Regions from separate parts of the Sus scrofa genome. Here regions 2 and 3 are each linked to region 1. A link is a contact called in public Hi-C and HiChIP or PLAC-seq data. All regions are on one chromosome and are shown on one strand. The core of a region is the stretch at or near the end of the contact, and the rest is flanking DNA. Distances in the headings are between cores, read along the strand shown.

What was found. Hi-C and Micro-C count contacts between places; a contact is called where the count stands out from the background. HiChIP or PLAC-seq counts read pairs in DNA pulled down with a chosen protein or histone mark.
Region 2: an H3K27ac HiChIP or PLAC-seq map of alveolar macrophages shows a contact between it and region 1. The contact joins two enhancer-like sites. A contact is called at or near these places in 1 of 47 Hi-C or Micro-C datasets (embryonic fibroblasts) and 1 of 2 datasets of contacts at active chromatin or transcription factors (alveolar macrophages).
Region 3: a Hi-C map of skeletal muscle shows a contact between it and region 1, with 5 times the contacts expected there. The contact joins two enhancer-like sites. A contact is called at or near these places in 1 of 5 promoter capture datasets (liver), 21 of 47 Hi-C or Micro-C datasets (alveolar macrophages, blood, brain and 13 more) and 2 of 2 datasets of contacts at active chromatin or transcription factors (alveolar macrophages and skeletal muscle).

Annotation. Positions count from the first base shown.
Region 1 is chr9:38,019,506-38,023,480 of Sscrofa11.1, forward strand. No RefSeq gene overlaps it. Among named protein-coding and RNA genes, the nearest start is that of ZC3H12C, 110 kb to the right of the region's middle. Within about 2 kb of position 2,231, at least 6 of the 83 cell types and tissues checked have an H3K27ac peak or open chromatin away from gene starts, as enhancers often do. A contact at or near this core is called in alveolar macrophages and skeletal muscle, where this site is marked.
Region 2 is chr9:38,185,410-38,189,071 of Sscrofa11.1, forward strand. The region is part of intron 2 of ZC3H12C (probable ribonuclease ZC3H12C); the gene reads left to right. Among named protein-coding and RNA genes, the nearest start is that of ZC3H12C, 54 kb to the left of the region's middle. Within about 2 kb of position 1,817, at least 11 of the 83 cell types and tissues checked have an H3K27ac peak or open chromatin away from gene starts, as enhancers often do. A contact at or near this core is called in alveolar macrophages, where this site is marked.
Region 3 is chr9:38,215,648-38,219,510 of Sscrofa11.1, forward strand. No RefSeq gene overlaps it. Among named protein-coding and RNA genes, the nearest start is that of RDX, 82 kb to the right of the region's middle. Within about 2 kb of position 1,939, at least 9 of the 83 cell types and tissues checked have an H3K27ac peak or open chromatin away from gene starts, as enhancers often do. A contact at or near this core is called in skeletal muscle, where this site is marked.

The sequences.
Region 1 (3,975 bases), core at 981-3,480:
CATTTGTAAATGGTAAGTTTTATTTGTCCACTCTGATCTATATTTTCTTTGGTTAGAGAGTAGACTTTTGTATTAGTTTTTACTTATTCCTGGTTTTTTTTTTTTTTTTTTTGGTCTGTGTTTGTTGGTATTTCCAGATTGTTAGTTATTCAGCTCCAAGTCTAGGATATATGAGGGGGGAAAAAATCCAGTCAAATCACTGCAGTGTTATTTGCTGGGTCTCAAGGTCCCTAGCCAATCCACCTTTTCTCTGCCTCTCAGAGCATCCTTATGTTTGTTTTATGTGTAATGTCCAGAGGTCATTGCTCTTAGCAGGAGAAACAGGGAAAAGCATGCTTATTCCACCTCTCCAGAAGTAGAACCCAGGGTCATTTTAAAAGGACATATTGAGATATTAGCTGCTGTCGTTTTCATTCTTCTTAGCTCTTGTTACTCATTTTGTCCTCTGCCCACGGAAGTCTTAGAATCTCTTGCCAAGAAGCAAGGAAGAGTGCAGCCAGATTTCAGCTTCTTACTTCTTAAATAAGCCGATCATGCACGTTTTGGAAGATGAGAGCCAGATCTTTTATTTCTAATTTGCAAGAGCCAAACTTGGTTAATCAAGGGGGAATAGACTTTTTCAGACTTCAAGGCCATAAAGCCTAGAGGACTTGAATATAGGATGCTTAGCAGGAAACATAGAAGGATATAAGAGGTGCGCTATGATAAGAATAGGATATTCTAACGAACAAGAGAAAGCATTCCTCCCAATCAGGAGGCAGGAAGGAGAAATAGAAGGACCCAAGGAAAGAAGAGTCTGCTTGACACCAAAAGACACATAGAGAGAGAGAGATCCTCCTGTGTCCTAAGCCATCATAGTTTAGATTCAGGGGAGTAGAAATGGAACATAGCTTATTAGGCACAGAGCCTTTGAGTTACTGACCCCCACAGGAACAGGACAACCAGGGCACAAAGTCCATGGGCCTGAAGATCAGATGGCGTGACTACATCCATGGGCACCAGCTCAGATGCTGGTACTTGTCAGAAGGATGAGCAGGGACTGGTGGTGTGAGACAATCAGGTGGAGGCCACCCCAGGCCAGACCCGCCTACCCCACAGTCCATACAGGTGTCCCTTTGCACCCAGAAACCATCATGAGGAGAAGCAGTATTGGGGGGGGGGGAACACGGCAAAGACAAGCAGACAAGGCGCAGCCCTAGAGAGGAAAAGACAACCCTAACAAAGACCTTGAATTTTGAATCAACTAAATTTAAATTCAGAGTAACTATACCAAAGACTAAATTCTATCTAGAAGAAAATAAGGTACCCTGAAGTGGCAAAATAAAACGGTGGTTTGCTTCATTGTTTACTCCCTCTTTCTATTTCTCTCTGTCTCTGTCTCTGTCTGTCTGTCTATCTCTCCCATCTTTGGAATAGGGACTATGAGAATTCAGTTTGGCTACAGAAGGGTAAAAATGTATTCCATGTTAACGCACGTAGAGAGGATATGACTGCCCCGCTTGAACGTTGGGTCCTGGAAAGGACTTTAAAGGTTCCCAGTCCAATTCACATTGAGAGGAAATAGATGAGAAATGGGGAAGTAATATCTCAGGGTCACAGAACCAGTAACAGGACAAGATTCCGCATCATCAAAACCCACTGACCCCTGGGCATTCAAAATCAAGAGCCACTTTCGCCTGATGATAGAAATCCCTGGGTTCCCTGGCCATAGCTGTCTCAGCGTTGTAAGGAACACACAGCTCCTCTACCACCGGGGCAGGCCAATCAGCTGTCAGCAAGGACTTTCCCTTAGCTCTTGCTTTTGCTTGGCTGGTGACTTTCTGTTTTCTGCAATGCCAGCTGGTCGTGACTGGTTGTAGCATACTGGGTTTTAAGTCCCACGGTTGTATTTCAAAGCTAAAATAAAATTACATGGTATTACCATGATATTTTCAGATGATCAACTACACCACGCCCTTCCTTTCTGAAAATAACAGAGGTAAGTGGATTTTAAAATTCTGTTCATTGAACAGCCCAATTCAGAGAACAATAACATTGTACCTTAAGCACCTCTAACTGCAGAGGATTCAGCTGCACTGACTCAGCCTCAATCCCAGAATGAGGGAGAGGAAAAGAGAAACAGAAACAGAGACCAAGACAGAGAAAAACTCATAGAGAAAATCGGTTTCATTCTCTCCTTTTGCCTCATTTGTTGAGAGTGATTCAGCTCTGGCTAGTGGACTTCCCTTAATCTTCAAGAGGTTCTCATCAGAGGTTATTTTCCCTCATTTCCTGGGCTGCTACAAAGTAGAAAACCAAATGCATGTCCTGCCTTTACTGAGTATTCACCCCAGTCAGCCTGAATCTTGTGTTACTAGAGTGACCTGCTTGAGGGCGCTACAAAAGCAGGGTGCCTTTTAAGTGTGATCTCACACTGGGTTTCATTCTACTTTTCTCTAGCTACATTCCTTTATCCTGACCTCTACACCTGTTTTTAAATTTAATTCACATAGTCAAATAGTTTTGTAACCCAGTTTACAAAGAAGACCAAGATGGTAGTCAATTTGTTTCCCCTCAGCAGCTTCAACCAGCTTTTTTTTTTAAAACGGGTTTTCAAAGGACTTACCCAAAGTATATCTACAAGTCAAAATGAAGAGGAAAGAAGAGAAATAAAGCCAAAATCTTTGCTCTTGAGGATAAAATGCATCTTTCATACACTAACGAGTAAACTTTACAGACCATGAACATGGATGATGACGTCCAATAGAAGCTTCAGTGAGGCACTTCTACTCTGCCCACGTGGACATAATCTGTTTAATGTTGTGATCATACTTGAGTGAGACAAGATGAGATTTAACCTGTTTAAGATCAGGAAGCACACCTTCTTTTAATATGCTATTCAGGAGTTCCCGTTATGGCACAGTGGAAATGAATCCGACTAGTAACCATGAGGTTGTGGGTTCGATCCCTGGTCTCGCTCAGTGGGTTAAGGATCCAGTGTTGGGGTGGGCTGTAGTGTAGGTTGCAGATGTGGCTCGGATCCTGAGCTGCTGTGGCTGTGGGGTAGGCCAGCGGCTACATCTCCGTTTCGCCCCCTAGCCTGGGAACCTCCAAAGGCCGCAGGTGTGTCCCTAAAAAGCAAAAAAAAAAAAAGCTATTCTACTTTTTGTCTAGACCATCCAACATAAAACAACCACAATAATTTCACGTGACTTTCATGAATAGGCTGCGTACTCTGCAGAAAGAAGCAAAAGGCTTAAGAACTCAAATAATAACACTCACTTGAAGTAAGAGTAGTTACTTGAAGACCTACAGCAATGCAAAGTCAAATTTAAAATCAGAGACAGGAATGCCCTTTTGCTCTCGGCAAATTATAAAGAAAAGGAGGTTCCCTTCCTTTATGCTGTACACACACTATGAGTGCTCGCATGCACAGTATTTGTACAAAGATAAATAAGATCATCCAAACTATGTCAGAGGACCCAACAATTTCTCTCTCTTGTGATTCTTTAAAATTACAAGTTACATTTCAATGTAGATTCCAACTGATTTGCACTTTATCTCTTTTTTTTTTAAGTCTGTGATTTTAGCTTTTTCTAATCAAGGAAATGAATAGGTGTGTTGGCAAGAGAGGTCCTGAGGAAGACTGCACGCTTTTGACTCTGCTTTGTTGAGTGGGTTCAGAATAGCTTATAATATATTATCATAAAAACAGATTGTCATCAATAGCATAATTGCTGCATGAATAATCTTAGAACAAGTGAAGCCTTTCAAGGCTTTTTTATTGTAAGTAATCATTATGTTCATCACATTAAAAAAAAAAATGCTTTCTGGGAATTTTTTTTTTTTTTTAAACAAGACACAGCTTTCTCTAGTTTGGATTTCTTGGTTTTGACATGAGATATCTACAAGATGAAGAAAGGTTTCAGTTCTCACTATAGGGATAATGCTGGATGTAGCCATTGATAAAGTACACAGTAAACTAGTGGAAAAAAA
Region 2 (3,662 bases), core at 567-3,066, 170 kb after region 1:
TGTCAAGATAATTTGTGTTCATTTTAACTTCCCTTGGTTTCCAGTTTGTAGTTCACTAGAAGTTGCCTATGTCTGAAAACTCTGTGTGTGGGAGCCCCTGGATAGAAGTAATGGGACATGGGTTACCCCAATCCAGACCTGTGTAGCCCTTTTCACAGCTTGGTCTGCAAATTAATTTCATCTTATTGTCTAGAATAAGCTCTACAATGAACTACAGAAATCTGTCAGGGAAGTCGCAGTGACTGATAAACCAGCAGTTAGTTTCCTGTGTGGCAAGTTAATCGCCATTGATACTAGAAAACCTCCCATTCAAAATCTGGCCCATGGCACACAGACCTCTGCACATATTCACTCACTCAGGTGCCTCCTCTCCCAAGAGTTTTAAAAGTCCTCTACTTGAAGTATGGAATATGGTAGCCGTTGGTTTATACAGGAGGTCTCGTCCCATCAGTCTGTCCTATCTTATTTGCTCTTCACCCCAGAAAAGTGTCTGCTCCCTTTTGTGATGGTCCATACGCCAGTTAGAAAAGAATTTCCAGACTGAGTGGGGCGAAGAGAAAGACGAGTTCGTTGAGACAAGAAGCGCTGCCAGCACAGCGGGTTGACTTCCTGATGATCAGGAAAAGCTGACCCCCAGTGCACCTTTGTCTATTTTTGTAGCCCAGGAACAAAGAAGAGAGGAGAGGTCTTAGGGTACATTTGCTGATTGGTTGGGAACAAATATTTTCCTATGGGGCAGGGAGAGGAACAGGCCAACCCCTTTCCTTCTTCGGGGCGGGAGCGGAGCCGGCCAGGCTGCCCAGGAGGAACTCAAGAGCTTTGTAACAATTGCACTGGAGCCATGAGGGTCTGGTAATTTTTATCTCGGCAACATTAACATCCTGAGACTCTATGAGTTTATCTCATTGGAGAGGCCTTGGAGTCCCACACCTTTGTGAATAACTCAAACTAGGCACATGGCCCTGAAATCTTAAATTTCTTTTTGTCTTCACTTTTCTCCATTTCCCCCCCCAAACTAGATTACTGTGGCCAGTACCTGGGAAGCGATCCTTTGTGGTACAGACACCTTTTCTCTTTCTTGTGCTTGAATTCCAGCAACAAGGCTACCACGAGAGTAGAGGGGATTAAGGGTATATTCTGATCCACCCCTGAATCACCCCCATTAATTTGGAAAACGCCCCGGTGAACCACCGATGGCGATCACTAGGGCACTCAGGCAGCGGCAGTGCTGCAGCTTCTCCCAGGCTGTCTTCTGCACAAAGACTTCGGAGTGCACCCTCAGCAGCGCATCACAGTGGGTGTCCAAGGCCTTAGGGGTAGCCTGGGTTGTTGGAGAAGGTGCCTGAGGCCACCACACTCCCCTTGCCCCTTTCCTGCCTGTCCTGTCAGCCAGGCAGGCTCATCCGAGACAACCCTCCAGCATCCGCCAGTATCACGCACAGGGCTGTAAACTGAAAACACGCAGGAGAAAACTTTGGCACATTTTCACATCTTTCCAAGGCACCGGAAGATAACTCTTAGGATAGATATCAGCTAGGGGAAGGGGCATGGTACTCTTACTACATCTGATCCACCCAGTAGTACTGGATAATTTCTAGGAAGCATGAGTCCCTGGAGCTCCACACTGAGGTGAAAACTAGGTTGGTTGGTTTGTGTGGCGCTGTAGTTTCAGGCTCATTTTGCTGTTCGGCAGCCTGACTCCTTTTGTTTGCCCTTCCTTCCAAGTTAGTGCTTATAGGTTATCTTGCCTTAATGCTAGACAGTCTCTTACTCAAATTCTCCGAGTCCTTTTCCTTCCTCTGAGTCATGTCTGCTTCCTTGGCTGTGTTTTGCATATTGAGTGTAGGGGAATCTTGGAGGTGGCATGCACGCCAGAACATACAAGTCAGGCGGGCAGCTCTCCTCCTTCCAAAGGGAAGTTATGCCCAGATCCTGAAGCCCTTGGGAACCATCAGTCCAAGAGGTCATCCTCTCCTCCTTCTCGGCCCCAGATTGAAGCAGAGAAGGGCTGAGAAAGGTGCTTTCAGTTTGTTGATCTCTTCCTTCACTTTTTTTTTTATTCATTCTTTTTGGGCTGTCCAGTTCACTCTTTCATTTATTTCCTGAGAGCCAGAGATACAATGATCTTTTTATTTTAAGTAGGGTTTTCCTAAATATAAATATACCAATCTGTCTACTTCAAATGAGCTTTCCTTTGGCCATTTGCAAAGCAGGACTTTTTTTTATAAGCATGCCTATTCCAAACAGGACAGAGTAAAATAAGCCTTTTAAGAAAGAGACCTGTTGGCAGGCTCCTTGGATTTTTTCTACATTAAAGCCAGGGTTGAATCACATGCAACCTTCAAGTATTATCCATTTTGCTCAATAGTAACTCAGAATTGGCAGTGAGAGTTTGGCATTTTCCCCGGGAACCCAATCCCACTGAGCCAAAGTAGTCAAAGGGACACTTTTTAGCAAACACTCAGGGTCTCCTACCTTCTCTTGAATCAAAGGTGGCCACAAATCTAACAATTTCACTGGACTCACTTGAGATACACCATCCTTATTGCCAAATTGTTGAAATAAGAAGGAAATTGAGGCCCAAAGGAACATGCCAATTCACAAATAGAGAGTTAGCTATTTTTACTACTGAGAAAAAAACAAACAAACAAACAAAAAAAAAAAACCTCAGTGCCTGCAGATATAGCCCATAAGTGGCTACAGAAGTATAATGAATTTCCTTCTTTATTTATTTGGAGTTAAAGCCACAGTTTATAAACATCATCCTCCTTTTTTTTTTTTTTTTTTTTTGGCTGTGCCCACAGCAAACAGAAATTCCCGGGCCAGGGATCAAACCCACACCACAGCTGTAATCAGAGCCACAGCATTGGATCCTTAACCCACTGGGCCACCAGGGACCTCTTCATCCTACTTTTTTAGTAAACACTCAACAGACAGTTAATTTGTACCCATAGCTACATTGAGCTACTCTGACATCCTTTTTTTTCTTTTGTTCCTGATTTTTTTCATCAGGCTTGCTCTGTTGTTATAATTCTTTATCAGAGCTTCCTATAGTTACCTCTTATATCATAACCAGCACATATGATTACTCACATCCTTCAACTCGCCTCAGCCAGGTTAGGTCAAATTCAGTCTCCCCAGCCTCTCCCGGTCTGTGGAAGTCCCACGTGCAGTTTGGAGCCTCCTGGTAGTTGTCTGCTCAGGCTTTCACTATTACCAGGGGTGATTCTGGGTCTTGGCACAGGCAGGGGTTTCCTAGTTAGCATTCATTTCTTTGGCCTAATGAGGAGAAGATTGGCTGGGAAAGTCTTGGAGGTGTGGGAACCTACCCCACAGAGGAGAAGACGTTAGCCGCCCCCAGGGTGATCTAAAGCCTGGGCCAACTGCTAACGCTTCAAATCTGTTTTCAGCTTACCGTGGGGTTTTACCATACCTGGATGTGACATTACTATGTTTGAGAGAAAACACGCCTTCTACTCCATGAAGTATTGCCAAATTGCTCTCCTGAATAGTCACACCGGTTTACACTCCCACCTGTGATGTATGAGTTCCTGCTTTCACACATCCTTGGCAACATCTGGTGTTTGCAGACTTTACTTTTTCCGATATGATGGGTGTGAAGTGATGCCTCACTTTGGCTTTAATTTGTACTTCTTCACCAT
Region 3 (3,863 bases), core at 689-3,188, 200 kb after region 1:
ACACCCCCAGCTCCTAACAACAAAAAAGGTCTTCAGGAATTCACTGATGGCACAGCAGGTGAAGGATCCAGCATTGTTACTGCAGCAGCTCAGGTCAATGCTGTGGCACCAGTTTGATGCCTGGCCCGGGAACTTCTTCATGCTTTGCCCCCCCCCAAAAAAATCTCATCAAATGTCCCCTGTGAGGCAAAATTGCCCTGGCTGAGAACTGGGGGTGCATAGCATACAAATACTGTAGGATAATGCAGAAGAGGGCACGTGGCAGGTGCCCAAGGGTGAGGGGGGGACATAACCCAGCCTGGAGGAGTGTGCCCTTGGCGTGGCAGAGACGGTGATGCTCACCAGACATTCTGGGTGCCCCCCTACTTCTCCCAGCCCCCCTGGAGCTAAGAAGGGGCATGTGACCAGTTTTGAGCAATGAAATATGAGCAGAAGAAACACGTGTCATGTGGGGTGGGGGGGAGGTGTTGGGATCCTGTGTTGGGTCCCCATCTCTAGCCCTCCCGCGACAGTGCCTAAGAGACCACGTGTCCTATGCAGTTCAGGGATGACCAGTCCCTGAAGAGCCAGGAGGACATCGTGCCCCAAACGCACACAGCAGGGGTGAGCCTCAGAGCGGAGGGCCCCGTGGAGGACCAGCTGGAGCCTCACCCATTCTGACTAATAGAAATGGGGATGGGGAGCCTGTGGAATGACCTGGAGGTGGGAAGCCCAGCTGTGACAGGTGAGGGAGGACCGGCTCTGCCAGAACAGGTGGGGACTTGGGGCGGTGAGCAGCAGCCGGAGAGGTCAGAGTAAAGTGCCCTGAGGTAGGCGACAAGGCAGACTGGATGCATGTGATTTTTGTGTGTGTGTGTGTGTGTGTGTGTCTTTTTTAGGGCCGCACCCATGGCATATGGAATTTCCCAGGCTAGGGGTCAAATTGGAGCTGCAGCTGCCGGCTATAGGCTGTGAGCACCACAGCCTCAACAATGCAGGATCCAAGCCACAGCCTTGACCTACGCCCCAGAAGCTTTCAGCAACACCAGCCCCTTAACTCACTGAGAAAGACCAGGGATCGAACCTTGATACTTGTCAGGTTCTTAACCCGCTGAGCCACAATGAGAACTCCTAGATGCGTGTGATTTTTAAGAATCCATGAATCTGGAGTTCCCGTGGCTCGGTGGTTAACAAATCCGACTGGGAACCATGAGGTTGAGGGTTCAATCCCTGGCCTTGCTCAGTGGGTTGAGGATTTGGAGTTGCTGTGTGGTGTATGTCACAGACACGGCTGGGATCCCACATTGCTGTGGCTGTGGTGTAGGCCAGTGGCTACAGCTCTGATTCAACCCCTAGCCTAGGAACTTCCACATGCTGGGGGTGCCCTAGAAAATACTAAAAAAAAAAAAAAAAAAAAAAAAAAAAAAGAATCCATGAATCTGTGAGGTAAAAAAAAAAAAAAAAAAAAAATTCACTGACAAGTACAAGCTGAGTAAAGCTTAGTAAAACCTAGGTCTCCCTGTGAGAATTCAAGACAGCACTGGCCCTCTGCAAGGACCTAGGGACTGAGAAAAGCACAGGGGACTTGGCGGGGGAAGAAATGGTCACTTTCTGGTCTCCTGCTGTGCCGGTTCCACTAGTGCATCCAGTTTGTGAAGCTTTTTCGCGCTGTCCACCAATCGGCAAATATTTGTACTTTGCATTTCAACGGAAAGTGTTTTAAATGCACTCACTTCAGCATTCTCCAAAGGCCCAGTTCCATGCTGATGTGTGCACAGCGCTCTGCAAGTTTTTATCAAAGGAGCACCGCCCACGTGTGGTGGATTCTGTTTTTAAACTGGCATTTCAGGGCTGATTTATGGCCGACATTGATTTATCTCGTGTTCTACTTAGAACAGAAATGAGTCTAAGCCACCAGCATTTGTCCCTGAGCAAGGACATTGATTTGGGAGAATTACTCAGACGAACCAAAGAACGTTTGGCGCCCTGGTTGAGCGAAGGGCTCCCAGCTGACTCAGCCGGCCTTGAGAACATTCAGTTCTGGAGCTGGAGGGGCCAATAAACAGAACTCCTTCTCTCCGTCCAGCGCCCCCGGGTCTGTGTGGGGACCCCAGCCCGGCAGCCTCACCTGTGTACCTGGTAGAGACCCATCTTCCCGGGCCCCTCCCGCAACCTGAGAATCAGACACCCTGGGGGCGGGGCCACAGCTGCGGTTCACCAGCTGGCAGGGTGATGCTGATGCTCCTTAAAGTGAGACCCACTGGGCTAAATTGATTCAAGCAAAAGTATAAGCAGGTAAAGCCCACAAGGCCCCCCTCATCACTGATGAAGCTCGTGCTGGAGAATCTGGGCTCAGGTCTGGGGCAGCTGGGTTCCCTGACATTGAACCCCAAGTCAGACAGACACCCCTCTGGTGTGGCAGCCGGGCCCCGTCAGCAGAACCAGGGCATGGAGGGGCCGACCTTACGGCCATGGAGAGCAGGACTGGGTACAGAGCCCTTCTCCACAGTCACCCGCTCCAGCAACCCTGCCACCTGCCTGGAAGGGAAGGAGGGGCCAGGGGGGCAGGAGGGGTGTGTCTGTGAGGAGGGCACCCACCAGGGGGATCCTAAGTCTGCTTGTGGATTACTCCCGGTTGGAAGTGATCAGCTTGCTCCCTTTGGGTGACTGCAGTTTCCAAGAGCCTGGGCCACTCTTCCTGGCACTGCCCCATCTGGCGGGTGTGGGCGGTTCCTAAAGAAAATCAGCTTCTTGCTTTGAGGCTACTCCCTACCTGTCTGTCCCAGCACGGAGTGTAGACAGCAGGCGTTCTGCCCTGCGCGGGAAGGAATCCAGCCAGTTCCCCCTCTGGTGGGAAGCGAGAGCTGAACACGCTGTTTCCTCGGAAGGGGTTTGACCAGGTGGTGCTTGAACTGATCGTTATCTTCATGTATTTCTTGTTTCCTGAAAAGAAGTCATGTTCACAACTCCCTTCTGCCTCTTGATTGCCCACTTTTGCCGTCCATCCTGTGACCTTTGTCTTTAGCATTAAAACTGGCTAATCCCCCCTTTTTTTTCTTTTTTTTTTTTGTTTGTTTGTTTTTAGGGCCACACTCACAGCCACAACAACTCAGGATCCAAGCTGAGTCTGCGACCTTCACCACAGCTCAATGCAATGCTGGATCCTTAATTCACGGAGTGAGGCCAGGGATCGAACCCATATCCTCACGGATACTCGTTTCCACTGAGCCACAACAGGAACTGCCCCCTTCCCTTTCCAAAGGAGGAGACTCAAAGAACAGAATAGGTCTTAGAAATCACTTAGTCCAAACACCTCCTTTTCCAGAAGACGCATCCTGACCTGTCCGGAGCTCCCCCCTGTCCCATGCACTCATGGCACAGCCATGCCCTGTGCCCAGGCTTGACACCCACAGGCTGAAAATCCTCAACCCACACCCCCCAACTTGCACAAACAACTTATACGCAGCATCGCCACCTAGAATTGTGCTTACCTCTTATCACACTATAACCTCTTTTTAAATAACTCCCCCTGTATCACTATCCTGGCCAGACATCTCTGTGTGGAAAAGGCCTGTCAGGAGGGAGCACATGGGACTTTACTATGGTGACAGCAGCCCAGGCTGTGCCTTCTTTACCTGTTGATCTTGAGCCTCAGATCCTCTGATGCTTCTGTTAAAAGGTGAAAGTAAGAACATGCCTGGCATGATTGTTCAGATAGTTACCCAATCAATGTCGAACCACCAAGGCCCAAGTAGATGATTTCAAGTGCTTCCTGTCTTTGGCTCTATGTTTTAATACATAACAAGTAGTTTTTCACACACAGCCTGGGAACTCCTGCCGCACAGCCCCAGCCTCTGGTTCCACTGCACCCCCCAGGTCTTAGG